2 separate regions of the Sus scrofa genome follow, and region 2 is linked to region 1. Evidence: chromatin contacts called from public Hi-C data. All regions are on one chromosome and are shown on one strand. The core of a region is the stretch at or near the end of the contact, and the rest is flanking DNA. Distances in the headings are between cores, read along the strand shown. Region 1 holds the start of SLC16A11 (monocarboxylate transporter 11). Region 2 holds the start of VAMP2 (vesicle-associated membrane protein 2).

Region 1 (5,998 bases), core at 1,360-3,859:
GAGCACTACCCAGTATCCTGTAACCAATCATTTCTCTCCTTAAATAAGACAGAGTTGGTGTCCACAGCTTACAACTGAGAACTTTGATACACGTGTTGGCCAAAGCCCCAGAAGAAGAAAATGCCAGAATAAGACATATTTGCATATTTAAACACACAGACCAGGCTCAAAGACTTTAGCTGGGTGCTTCCTCCACCATCCGGGTCCCCTGACGTGGAAGCTGGGGTGTCGGGAGAAGTCCGAAAGCCAGAGGTGGGTGGGGCCCTAAAAAGTCCAAAAAAAAAAAAAAAAAAAAGCCAATGATTATGAAACAGGATGCAAAATGCCACAGTTTCTTTCCCTTTTTTTTGGCCACACCCATGGCATGCAGAAGTTCCCTGGCCAGGGATGGAACCTGCACCACAGCAGTGACAACACCAGATCCTTAACCTGCTGAGCCACAAGGGAACTCCTCCATATGAATTTTCAATGTAAAACAAGATATTTCAAAGAAATTTCACTGCCATAAAAGGTCTACACTGCAGGAGTTCCCATCGTGGCGCAGTGGTTAACAAATCTGACTAGGAACCGTGAGGTTGAGGGTTCGATCCCTGGCCTTGTGCAGTGGGTTAAGGATCTGGTGTTGCCGTGAGCCGTGGTGTAGGTCACAGACATGGCTCGGATCCCATGTTGCTGTGGCTCTGGTGTAGCCTGGCGGCTACAGCTCTGGTTCAACCCCTAGCCTGGGAACCTCCATATTGCCGCCGGAGCGGCCCAAGAAATGGCAAAAAAAAAAAAAAAAAAAAAAGATGGGTTTCAAACCCGGGAAGTCTAGCTTGGGAATTGATCCTCCCAACCTCACTGCTGTATTAGCTCCCTGAGCAAAGGATGTGTACAGTGATGGTGATTTTGGCTAAGCCTACAGGGAACATGAAGATGCATGTGCCCTCCTGTAACCAATACAGCTTGGTGCCAGGCTCTGAGATGATGCCAGGCTCTGGGTTCATAAGTGTCTGGGAGAGGTGCTCAGGATCACTGTGTGTGACTCCCAGATCCCAAGGGCTCAGTGTCCTCTTTGACTGCCCTGCTCTTCTATTTCACCCCCGAGAGGGAGGGATTTGTTTCAGCTGACTTCATTCAGATTGGGGCGGAGAGCTTGCCTGACATCCCAGGAAGTGGGCTCCCTGCCTTCCTGGTGGCTGAGGACCTGCTGGCCCCGCCTCCCAGGTGTCTTTCGCAAGAGTACCCCAGGCTAGGTAAACCCTTGAGACCACTCTTCCACGGTCCATGTGGCAGGAATCCAGTACCCCGTCCAGGTCATTTCAAGCAGTGGGGCATGATATATACAAAACTTGAGGAGAAAAAGTTATGCCTGCTCACAGAGCAGGGTGAGAAGCTAATGGCTGATTGTGGAAGGGTGAGGGGGGGGGGCGCGGGGATGGAAAGATAGCCTGGGTTGCCTTTGTGAACGGCCTTACACTCAAAGTAGAGGATTGTGGGCTTTTCCCTCCTTTAGCCATTGGAGAGCCAGCAAAGGTCATGTTGTCTTGTTAGGCTCATAGTTTTCACTGATCCAGAAGCTGTGTTTCTTTTATTTGCAGGAACTTTTTCAACAATTAGGAAACACTGCCACCATGTGGCTGCCAGGTGATGCATGCTCCAAACTGTAAGCCACAAATTTTCGGATATTAATAATTACACCAAAAAATACATCTCTTGATTCAAATAGCTGGAGTAAATCACTGGTAACCCCAATTCTAATGTAAAAAGAGTACTTTCAAAAAATCTTTTCAAGAAATCCGTCACGGGGTACAATTCTCTGATTTCTTACTTCGTTTTTAAAATTCTAATCTAAATCCTCATTGATTCTTAGGATCCTTTCTATTCCCAGTAACCCCTATCTCAGAATCACAAACTCACGGGCCTGGAAAGGCTCTACCATTCCCAGGTCAGCTTGGCATCAAACTGTCTCCAGGCCATTTCCCTCCGCGGTGGCAGATTCTACTTCAGTCCCCCGTCTGTTCTCCTTGTATGGTTCCTAGTTGGACAGACCCAAACTCAAATATTTCCACCATTTTTTTTTTTTAAGCTGGGTGATTTGGGGCAAGTGACCTAAGCTGCCTAAGCTTCAACTCGTTCATCTGTAAAATGGGGAGAAGCCTTTTCACAGGGTGACTGTAAAGATGAAAGATGGCATGTCCCTAACACATCACAAGGAAGTCCCTTTCTTTCCCCTCCGTCCTTGAGTGCATATATTGTTGAGGCCGCAGCACGCACTCGGTGGAGGTCTGTGATCTGAGGTTTACCTGGGTCTTCAGCACCGTCCCCAGGGAACGAAAATACTGGTCCCTTCATGCTTTGGGAGGATCACCGGTTTCCTTGCGTTGCCTACCGACCTTGGGCTGGCGATTGATCCATGGGTCTCCGGTGAGCGCAGCCGGCGACAGGTGCGTGAGCGTGGGCGGGGCTGGGGAGGCTTTCATTCCTCGCCCCACCCTTCCCCAGGGCTGGGGGGGGGCGGTGTAGGAGGATAATTCAATCCCCGTGGGACTAGGTGTCTGGCCTCACCCGTGGCTCCGCGGATTGGCTGTCTCCGCTCGCCCCCGCCCTCCGTACCCTCCCCAACCCCCCCCCCACGCCCCAGGTGGCCCAGGCCCCCAGTGGCAATCCCTGTTTACCCGGAGAGCCTGTGCAAGTTGGGCTCCATCTCGGCATTCTCTCCCCTCTGGGGCCCCGCCCGCCCGGAAAGCGGGGAGAAAACCGGGCCGAGCCATTCCTCGCCCTTCCCCTCCCCGCACCGCCGGGAGAGGTCGGGTAAGGGGGACCCATGTGTGTGTGGGGGGGGGAGTCTCAGGCCTGGGGGGGGGCGGTCCGGCTGTCACCCTGTACTCGCGCGGACCCGGGAGTTCTATCCCTAGGCCTAGCTCCCTCTCCTCCGCCCCGGTCCTGTTGTGCTCAGGGTGACGTGCCCACCCTGGGCAAACAGCCAGAGGCTGGACCTCAGGGATGCCCAGGTCCCTAGAGGAAGCACAGACGTGGAGGCTTGCCTCACAGGTATCTCCCCTCCTTCCCCCAGGCGGCGATGACCCCCAAGCCAGCCGGACCCCCGGACGGGGGCTGGGGCTGGGTGGTGGCGGCCGCAGCCTTCGTGGTGAATGGGCTCTCCTACGGGCTGTTACGCTCCCTGGGCCTCGCCCTCCCTGACCTCGCGGAGCATTTTGACCGAAGCGCTCAGGACACTGCGTGGGTCAGCGCCCTGGCCTTGGCGGTGCAGCAGGCAGCCAGTGAGGGGGGGGGGGCCCGAGGAGGGAGGCGGGAACTGGGGTGGGCGGGCCATGAGGGCAGTGGTGGGGGGCTCACCTGATGGATTACCAGACAATCTATTGGTGGAACTAAGTTCTAGAAGAAGAGTGGGTCTAGAGGGCAAGAGAAGGGGCTGCTAGACAGCGGGGGGGCGTTTAAGCCATGCAAACAGCCAATGAGAAGTGTTGGAGCGACTTTGGAGGCTCCGGGAGCGTGTCTTCCGTTGACCCCGCCCCCTTCTAGGCCCAGTGGGCAGCGCCCTGAGCACCCGCTGGGGGGCGCGCCCGGTTGTGATGGTTGGAGGCGTCCTCACCTCGCTCGGCTTCGTTTTCTCGGCTTTCGCCCGCAGTCTGCTGCACCTCTATCTTGGCCTGGGCGTCCTTGCTGGTGAGGGGGGAGGGACACCCGGGTTCTTAAGGGGTGATGGTGCAGAGCCCAGCTCGTTGGGGGCCAGAGGCCAAGGGGGCGGGGCCTCCTGCAACCAGCGGGGCCGGGACGGCGGGGGCGGGCGCTCCCGCTTCCTGCCCTCACCTGGTCCTATCCATTCGCAGGCGCCGGCTGGGCCCTGGTGTTCGCCCCTGCCCTTGGGACCCTCTCACGTTACTTCTCCCGCCGTCGAGTCTTGGCCGTGGGGCTGGCCCTCACGGGCAACGGGGCCTCCTCGCTGCTCCTGGCGCCCGCCTTGCAGCTCCTCCTGGATCATTTCGGCTGGCGGGGCGCCCTGCTCCTCCTCGGCGCCGTTACCCTCCACCTCACCCCCTGCGGCGCCCTGCTGCGACCCCTGGAGCTCCCAGGCGACCCCCCGACCCCACCCCGAAGCCCTCTGGCAGCCCTCGGCCTAGATCTCTTCACACGCCGGGTCTTCTTGGTTTTTGCTCTAGGCACGGCCTTGGTGGCGGGCGGGTACTTCATCCCCTACGTGCACTTGGCCCCTCACGCTTTAGATCGGGGTCTGGGCGGATACGGGGCAGCACTGGTGGTGGCGGTGGCCGCGGTGGGGGACGCGGGCGCCCGGCTGCTCAGCGGGTGGCTGGCGGACCAGGGTTGGGTGCCCCTCCCGCGTCTGCTGGCGATGTTCGGGGCTCTGACCGGGCTGGGGCTGCTGGCGGTGGGACTGGTGCCCGTGGTGGGGAGCGAGGAGGGCTGGGGAGGCCCCCTGTTGGCCGTGGCTGGGGCCTACGGGCTGAGCGCCGGAAGCTACGCCCCGCTGGTGTTCGGTGTGCTCCCGGGGCTGGTGGGCATCGGAGGTGTCGTCCAGGCCACCGGGCTGGTGATGATGCTGATGAGCCTCGGGGGGCTTCTGGGCCCTCCCCTGTCAGGTAAGGGCCTGAGCCAGCAGATCCATTCGCATCCCTCCTCTGCACCTGCGGTCCGAGGCCTCTGACGTCCTTTCCCCCTCCGCTCCAGGCTTCCTAAGGGATGAAACAGGAGACTTCACCGCCTCCTTCCTCGTGTGCGGCTCTTTCATCCTCTCGGGCAGCTTCGTCTACATGGGGCTGCCCAGAGCGCTGCCCTCCTGCCGTCCAGCCTCGCGTCCAGCCACCCCTCCCCCGGAGAGGGGGGAGCTGCTCCCCGCCCCTCAGGTGGCCCTGCTCTCCCCAGGAGGCCCTCGCTCCACGCTGGACACCACTTGTTGACCATTTTCTTGTTGGAGCCCCTCCCCCAATAAAGACTTTATGATTTTTCCTGCAAACTCCAATTGTTAGGCAATCTAGGATGCTGGAAACGCTCGACTTAAGATATCCATAAACACTGGTTCAGAGGAAGAGGATCCCGCTAAGCCCCAGAAGGCAGGAAGGGTGTTTGTTCAGGCAGTCCATTTCTCTTTGCCCATTACAGCAGGAAATCTTTGAGAAATCGTTTGCTTCCTCGCAGCTTCAGCTGGTTGGGGGGGGTGAGAGGGGGTGGTGTGCTCCCGGGTGCTAGCTGCCCCATTCTCATTTCCCAGATAACTTTTTCCTGCATGTCAACCTCCTTCCACTGGCCTGAGGGAAATATAAGAATCCCAGACCTGTGGAGTTCCCTCGCAGCACAGTGGGTTAAGGATCCAGTGTTGCCACTGCCGAGGCTCTGGTCACTGCTGTGGCACGGGTTCTATCCCTGCCCAGGAACTTCCACATGTCACAGGAGCAGAAAAAAAAAAAAAAAAAAAAAAAATCCCAGACCTGGACTTCAGCTTTTTTAGCTTTATCTCCCCCTCCCAAACTAGCACCCCCCACCATGTTCTTCACTATTTTCTTTCTTCCTTTTCTAAGTTACAGGGGAGAGTGGGAAAGAGGAGGTCAGTGGGCAAGTGGGAACAACTGTGGTGAGAGAGCAGAGTCCAGGGTTTAAATGCTCGGGGTCACCGGAACTCCTGGCTACCTCCCCTCAGCCAACCCAAGCATGTGGGCCCCGGCTCTTTTTGAGGTTCTGATGATCATCCAGTTTTCTTCATCAGTTGAATCTCAAAGGGACATCCCTCTTCCCCAAAGATCTGTCTTCAGGGAAGAAACTTAGGAGGCAACACTAGGAGATCACGTGAAACAGGGTAAGTCTCTTGGCCTTTGATTTCCACACTCTGTGGTCAGCTGTCTGGAGCAGGCTGAACTCCTGATCCTTCAGAACAGGTCACAGGAGCAAAGAAGAGGTAAGAACCCTCCACGGAATACAAAGGGTGGGCACAGCCATCCCAGGAGCCCCAAGCCTGCTCTGGCGGGAGGCGGATCTTGATGCT
Region 2 (6,173 bases), core at 697-3,196, 940 kb before region 1:
AGCGACCCAAGGATCCTTAACCCACTGTGCCACAAGAGAACTCCATGCTCCCATCTCGATTCTGCTGCTGCCGCCCCCAGACTCTGAGGGCAACAGCAATGTGCCAGCTTTCCAAGCCACACCCCATGGCCTTAGCTCCTCCAATTTATCCCAGGTTCTGTCCCTTGCACGTCCCCTGGACTTGACCATCCAGGAATGGGGATCACTCCTAACCCCCTGTCTAACATCTTGTTTGGTCCTCCACTGGTTGCCCCCTGCCAGCTTAGGGTGTTGGGACAGGGTGGCGGTGGGAAGTCCAGCCTCTTTGTATCTCCTTCCAACCTTAATCTGTCTTAGACACAGACACCACAGCTTTTGAACTTAAAAGCCTGGAATCTGGCATTTTTGTTCTCTAGCTAGAAAGCAGAGTAGTCTCAGGGCCAAAAAGCAAGAGCTAGCCCCCTGCAGCGTCATCTAGGACCCTCAGGGAAGCTGTTCTTTTCTTCCTTTTCACATTGACTGAGCCACCCAGACACTGTGTGTGTGTGTGTGTGTGTGTGTGTGTGTGTGTGAGTGCATGGGACCAGGGCAGTGGCAGCGCCCAGGAGGGGGAGAAGCTGAGAGCATCGCATCTTAGATCTGCTGAGTCCCCGCACCCCGCACACACTCCCTGTTCACTCACCTCCCCCACACAGCTGGGAAATGACACCTCTGGTGACAGAGCCTGGCCCAGGCTTCTGCTGGGAGGGGGTGGGGTGCTGCATGGGGGAGGTTGTCACACCCGGAGGCCCTGGGAGGCCTGGGTGGGGGAGGGAGGAAGCCAGCTCCTGTTTGTCTCAGAGACCAAGGCCACCAGCCCCCTCTGCCCACTTCCAGGGTTGCAGTGAGCACCCTCGCTCCAGGGCCACTAGCCACCCCCCCCCCAAGGTACCACCTTCTTTACTCTTTAGGCTGATCTGACCTACCCCACAGGACAGGCAGCTCACCTGTTCTCAGCCTGTCCTCTCTGAGGGGACCAGTCCTGCTGAGAATGAGCAGAGGGGGTGTGTGAACTGCTGGGTCTGTTTGGAGGATCTAAACAGAGACAAGTCAGGGATGGAAGGGGCCGGGGATAATCTCCTACCATGTCCCGGATCAAGCCATTTAACAAATACCCCTGTAGTGTCTAGTATGTAATCTATTTGGGGTCCAGAGACAGGCAAAGGGCTATCCAAGGTCACTCCCAGGAGGCAGGGACTGCCTTTGCCTCCTTACTGTCCTGCCCCCCCAGGGAAAAAACAAAACGTAAAAGCTAAAGTTCTGTCCTTTCGCCTGGGGTCAGAGGCTGAGCCCTCCCGCTGCAGGGTAGCTGATCCAACTCTGGGTCAGAGCCAGGTTTGGGCCAGTCTGCAGGCGCACCTGAAGCAGCGCCACGGGGCAGCCTCTTGCCTTCCTCCTAGGCCCCTAAGCTTGCCTCTTGTCGGTCAGGCCCAGGCTGCCAAGGACCCCTGGTCTGAACCCCAGCTGTGAGGAGAGAGTTCCTTGTCCCAGACCTCCTTTGAGATCTCCACCTGCGGGCAAGCTTTGGGGACCAGCTGCCACCACTCCACCTCAGCCGCGGGGTCTCGCCTGTCTGCATCGCCCCGGAACCTGCACGTGACCCTTCTGATTTCCCATCTCCCGCCCGTATCTGAAATGCCGAAGACCGGTCAACAGGCGTTGGGACCGTGGGGGCGGGCTGAGACCTGGGTCGGGGTGGGGTGCGGACGGGTCTCACGGAGGAGGTGTTTGGGGCCGAGGGGTGCCATCAGGGCCGGGCCATGGGTGTGGGTAGGCCGCGGCCCCCAGGCTCGGGCCGTGGAGGGAGAGGCCGGGGGCCCCGCCTCGCGGGCCCCGCCGCGGGCGGGCTGCGCTCCCCGCGCCCCGCCCCCACGCCCCGCCCCCGCGGCCCGGCTGCCGCCGAGTGGCCCGCGGCGCCCCGCCCCCGCCCGCAGTGCCCGGATGTGGGTGACGTGCGGCCGCCATCTTCCCGTCCCGGGCAGCCAGCGCCAGTCGGAGCCAGCGCGAGCCGCCGCCGCCGCCACCGCCACCCCTGCTGCTGCCAAGTCCTCCGCCCGCTGCCCCCGCCATGTGAGTCGGCCGCCTGCGCCCGCCCCGGCTGCCCGCGCCGGCCGCCGCCCCTGCGTCCGAGCCTGGGAAGGGCTCGGGGTCCAGCCCGCGCCCCCCGCGCGCCCGGAGGCCAGGCCGGCGCCCGTGACGGCGCGCGGGCAGCCGGAGAGCCCCGGGTCCCCGGCCGGCCGCGCGGGCGCTGGCGCCGGAGGGAGCAGACGCAGGGTCCGCCCGCCCCGCCCCTGTCATCGCTGCCGCCTTTCATTGCGGGTCCCCCCGACCGTGGCTGTGAGGTCGCCCTCATTTGACAGGCGGGGAAACTGAGGCCCGGAGGGGGGAGGGGGCCTCCCTCAAGGTCACGCGGCCGCTTGCCCGCGGGGCCGGGCGAAGGCCATGGCTCCCTTCGGGTGGCTCTCCTCCCGAGAAGGAGGAAGGGGGGCACGGATGGATGGACAGACGGATGGGCGGAGCCCTCGCTGCGGGGCCGAGGGCTCCAGGGCCTGGATCTTAATCCGTCGGTGCCCCTCAGGTCGGCAACCGCTGCGACCGCACCCCCCGCCGCCCCAGCTGGGGAGGGAGGCCCCCCCGCGCCCCCTCCAAACCTCACCAGTAACAGGAGACTGCAGCAGACCCAGGCCCAGGTGGATGAGGTGAGTTGTGGGGGGGGCAGAGGCAGTGGGAACGACCCTGAGGATGGCAAAGCGGTCTGGGGGTCCATCGTGGGTTGAGGGTGATGGCAGTTCACGTTTTCGCGTTCGGAGACAAAAACATACCAAGCCGCGTTCCTGACGTCGTGTAATTGGGAGGGCCGTGGGGTGTTAGCCTTGCTGGCCTGCGCCGTTTCACCCTGGGCGGGTGTGCTCTCGTGACCCGCAGGCTGCTTGAGGCTCGGTAAATAGAGGGTGCTGCTGTGATATGAGATGTCTGGCCACCAGCATGCCTCTGACGTGTGCTCCTTGCATGTCCCCAGGTGTGCTGGGCATGCTCCGCATATGTTGTTGCATGTCAGCCAGACAGCCCTAGGGTGCATGTCTCGTACGTGGGCTCCTGGCTGAGGAGAGCCCTTTGAGATGGGTCTCCCCCCCCCATCCCCGCGCCCTTCCCGCAGGTGGTGGACATTATGAGGGTGAACGTGGACAAGGTCCTGGAGCGGGACCAGAAGCTGTCGGAACTGGACGACCGCGCCGACGCACTCCAGGCGGGGGCCTCCCAGTTTGAAACAAGTGCAGCCAAGCTCAAGCGCAAATATTGGTGGAAAAACCTCAAGGTAAGGGTGGAGGCCGGAGGAGTGGTGGGTGGCCGGGAGTGTCCCCGCCTGTCTCCCTGACCGGCCCTTCTCGCCCCCAGATGATGATCATCTTGGGAGTGATTTGCGCCATCATCCTCATCATCATCATTGGTGAGTCGGGCGGGAGTGGCCGGGCCCCTTTGTTGGAGAGGTTTCCCCCCTGACGTCTGGGTTTTGAAGGTCATTAACCTCGTTTTTACTATTCAGCAAAGAGCACACAGAGCTGCCAATAGCAGTTCTGATTCATCTAGCACCCCAAACCTCAATGTTGTTGAGCTTGTACTTTGCCTGGTTCTGGGCAATTTCTGGTAAGATTTTTGGAAACCGGAAAGCCGGTGGAGATCTCCACTGCTCCCTTGAGGACCCTTTGGGTTTGTCCAGTATGGGAACCCTGGAATTGGGGTGTGGGGGAGCAGCGAAGACTCAGGGGCTTGAGAAATGGCTAGGAAGCCAACCACCCTATTGGTTGAGAGCTGTGGTCTCAGAGGCTCCGAGGATTCGGGGTCTGTGGCCCCAAAGCCATACCGTGACGTTGAGGAGACCTTGAAGCTGACCTGTGCAGCTTCCTTGCTTTACAGATGGAGGATCTGAGACCAGGAGGGGAAGGGACGGTCAGCCAGCTGGGAGGTGGGGAAGGTGGGAGCAGGGCCGGGCCTGACACGCTGCTTTCTCTCTTTCTCTTTCTTTCTCCCCTCTTCTTCCTTCTCTTTCCCTCTCTGCAGTTTACTTCAGCTCTTAAACCCCTGAGGAGCCTGCCCTGCCCAGAGAAGGGCCTCTCCCCCCCATCCCCAGCCGCTCCTCCACCTCTCAGCCATATCTTCCAGCCCCCTCCTCCCCCGGGATCCGCGTGTGTGTGTCGTGTGTGTGCCCCCTTGTAAATAGCCAGCTGTTATTTATACATATATAATATTATATATATTTGGTCTGTTTGTAGTTTTATTACTAGAAGATTTTTCCGGTTGTCCTTAACACCCCTTCCTGAGGTTCCCATCGCCTCCTTTTGCCCCTCCTCTCCTCTCCTTTCCCTCTCTTCCTCACCGGCCCCAACTCCCTTCATTTGCATCTGCTATGCAATAGTCCCTCTTCCTCCCCTCCTTCCCTTGGATTTAGCTGATCCTTCCTCCCGCCCTGGTCTTCCCCATACACCCCCTCACCCCACCCCACCCCCCGACAAAAAAAAAAAAAAGAAAAGCAGCTGTCCAGGACTCCCTAGGTGCATCTTCTTTGCATCATTGGGAGGCTCTGAGACTGGTCCCTTTTGGTCCTAAGAATCCCAAGGTCTTCTGGGAGCTTCCAGCATGTTAATTAGCATCATTTGCATACTGACATCCCTTTTGGTTTCCTTTTTTTCTCCATCAGGCTTCTGTTCATTCTTTCAACTTGTGTTTCTTTTTTACTGAGGAGTTAGTCCCTATTGGTCTGGTCCTTGTATCACACTTTTCATTTGCATGACATTACTTGCAGGTGGTAGGGAGCCTGGGCATTGGGGGTGTCAGGCTGTTCTGGCCCCCAGAATTGCCCTCTCCGAGCCCCTCCAGTCCAGTTTGCCTCCCCTTCCCCGATTTTCCAAACCTCTTGTCCCTCCTTCCCCTCCCCCCAGCTGGTGTGTACGTGTCTTGGAGTTCAGTGTGTTATGATGGACCAATAATTCTGCCACTTGGAGTCTCTCCCCACATTCCTGCTCCCCAGTTTTCAAGTGGGGTGCTCAATTGACATTCCCATGGGGTCTCCCTCCCTCCCATCTGCCTGACCCGCCTCCTCCTCCTCCCAGCAGGAGAGTTGGGGGTTGGCCACAATCTGATTTTTCTTGGGAGAGGTGGCTACCTGTGTGTGTGGGGTCATCACTGCCTTGGGGAGGAGTGGGGCAGGGCAAAGAATCCTCCCAATTCCTGCCTGAAATCTCTGGCCCCACCCCTGCTGGGGGTTTGACTGAAAGCCCTCCTCACCCATTTGGGGGGTGTTGCCCTATCAGCTCCTCTGATTGCCCCCCTGAATTCGGGGCAGGGGTTTTAGTCACTGCCAATGTGTGTGTGGGACTTGCCGGAAGGTGGTGATTCTTTCCCCTCTCCAGGGTGGTGGAGCCCAGAGAGAGCTGTCTCCTCCTTAGGTGAAATGATAAGGAAGGATGTAACGTCTTTTTTAATGGCACAATTTTGGGGGTCTGAGGGTGCAGTCCCTTAACCTGCCACTGGAAGGGACCGCCTAAACTCTTCCCCCCACACTCAAAGGTTTCTGTGTGGAGGGGGAGCAGGGAGATCAAAGCTGTGTTGTGAAAGGGTAGGGAAAGATGCTGGGGGTGGGGGTGCTGTGTTCTAGACCCCCTTATTATCCCAGTGTCCCCTGCCCCGCCTTCCCTCACCCCATGCCCCCAATTCTGTGGCGCATCCAGATTGTGAAAATGTACAATAAATGTGTAATGAGTAACCAGGTGGTGGTTTAAGATCTTTTCCTAACCAGTGGGAAGGGTGTTGGATCTGCAGGTAAAACAAGAAGGTTGAGAAGATACATCTGGAAGAGACTGAGCTTTGCCAAGGAACCTGACCTTGGGCAGGGCAAAGTGTGATCCCAAAAGTGGCCACAAGGGGGCACCAGGAATCGATAATGTGTTCATGAGCCCAGGGCCTCAGCCTGGTGAACCCTGCGGTCTGGGCTTCTCAGCTTTCCCCCCATTCCTTTTCTGAGGGCATTTTGCTGTTTCTTGGATCCCTTTCTACTCCTTGACTTAACTCTCAGGTGTTACGCAGTTGCTCCTGTGGTCATTTACTCCTAGACCTGAAATAGGTGGACAACTGGGAAACATCTCTTCCCCTTTGTGCCT

Evidence for each region. A called contact is a pair of places that touch in the nucleus more often than the background predicts.
Region 2: a Hi-C map of liver shows a contact between it and region 1, with 2.8 times the contacts expected there. The contact joins the promoter of VAMP2 here to the promoter of SLC16A11 in region 1. A contact is called at or near these places in 1 of 5 promoter capture datasets (liver) and 1 of 47 Hi-C or Micro-C datasets (liver).

What each region holds. Positions count from the first base shown.
Region 1 is chr12:52,439,087-52,445,084 of Sscrofa11.1, reverse strand. SLC16A11 (monocarboxylate transporter 11) reads left to right here and starts at 2,609. Exons shown (of 6, transcript XM_005669186.3): 1 at 2,609-2,793; 2 at 3,056-3,263; 3 at 3,526-3,669; 4 at 3,834-4,601; 5 at 4,690-5,998. The coding sequence starts at 3,062. The coding sequence ends at 4,919. LOC102159513 (a long non-coding RNA gene) reads right to left here and starts at 2,606. Exons shown (of 4, transcript XR_306601.3): 1 at 1,458-2,606; 2 at 162-264. It overlaps SLC16A13 (monocarboxylate transporter 13), which reads right to left. Exons shown (of 4, transcript XM_003131926.4): 4 at 5,454-5,998.
Region 2 is chr12:53,378,016-53,384,188 of Sscrofa11.1, reverse strand. VAMP2 (vesicle-associated membrane protein 2) reads left to right here and starts at 1,946. Exons shown (of 5, transcript XM_003358281.5): 1 at 1,946-2,088; 2 at 2,597-2,717; 3 at 3,176-3,334; 4 at 3,415-3,466; 5 at 4,078-5,782. The coding sequence starts at 2,087. The coding sequence ends at 4,094.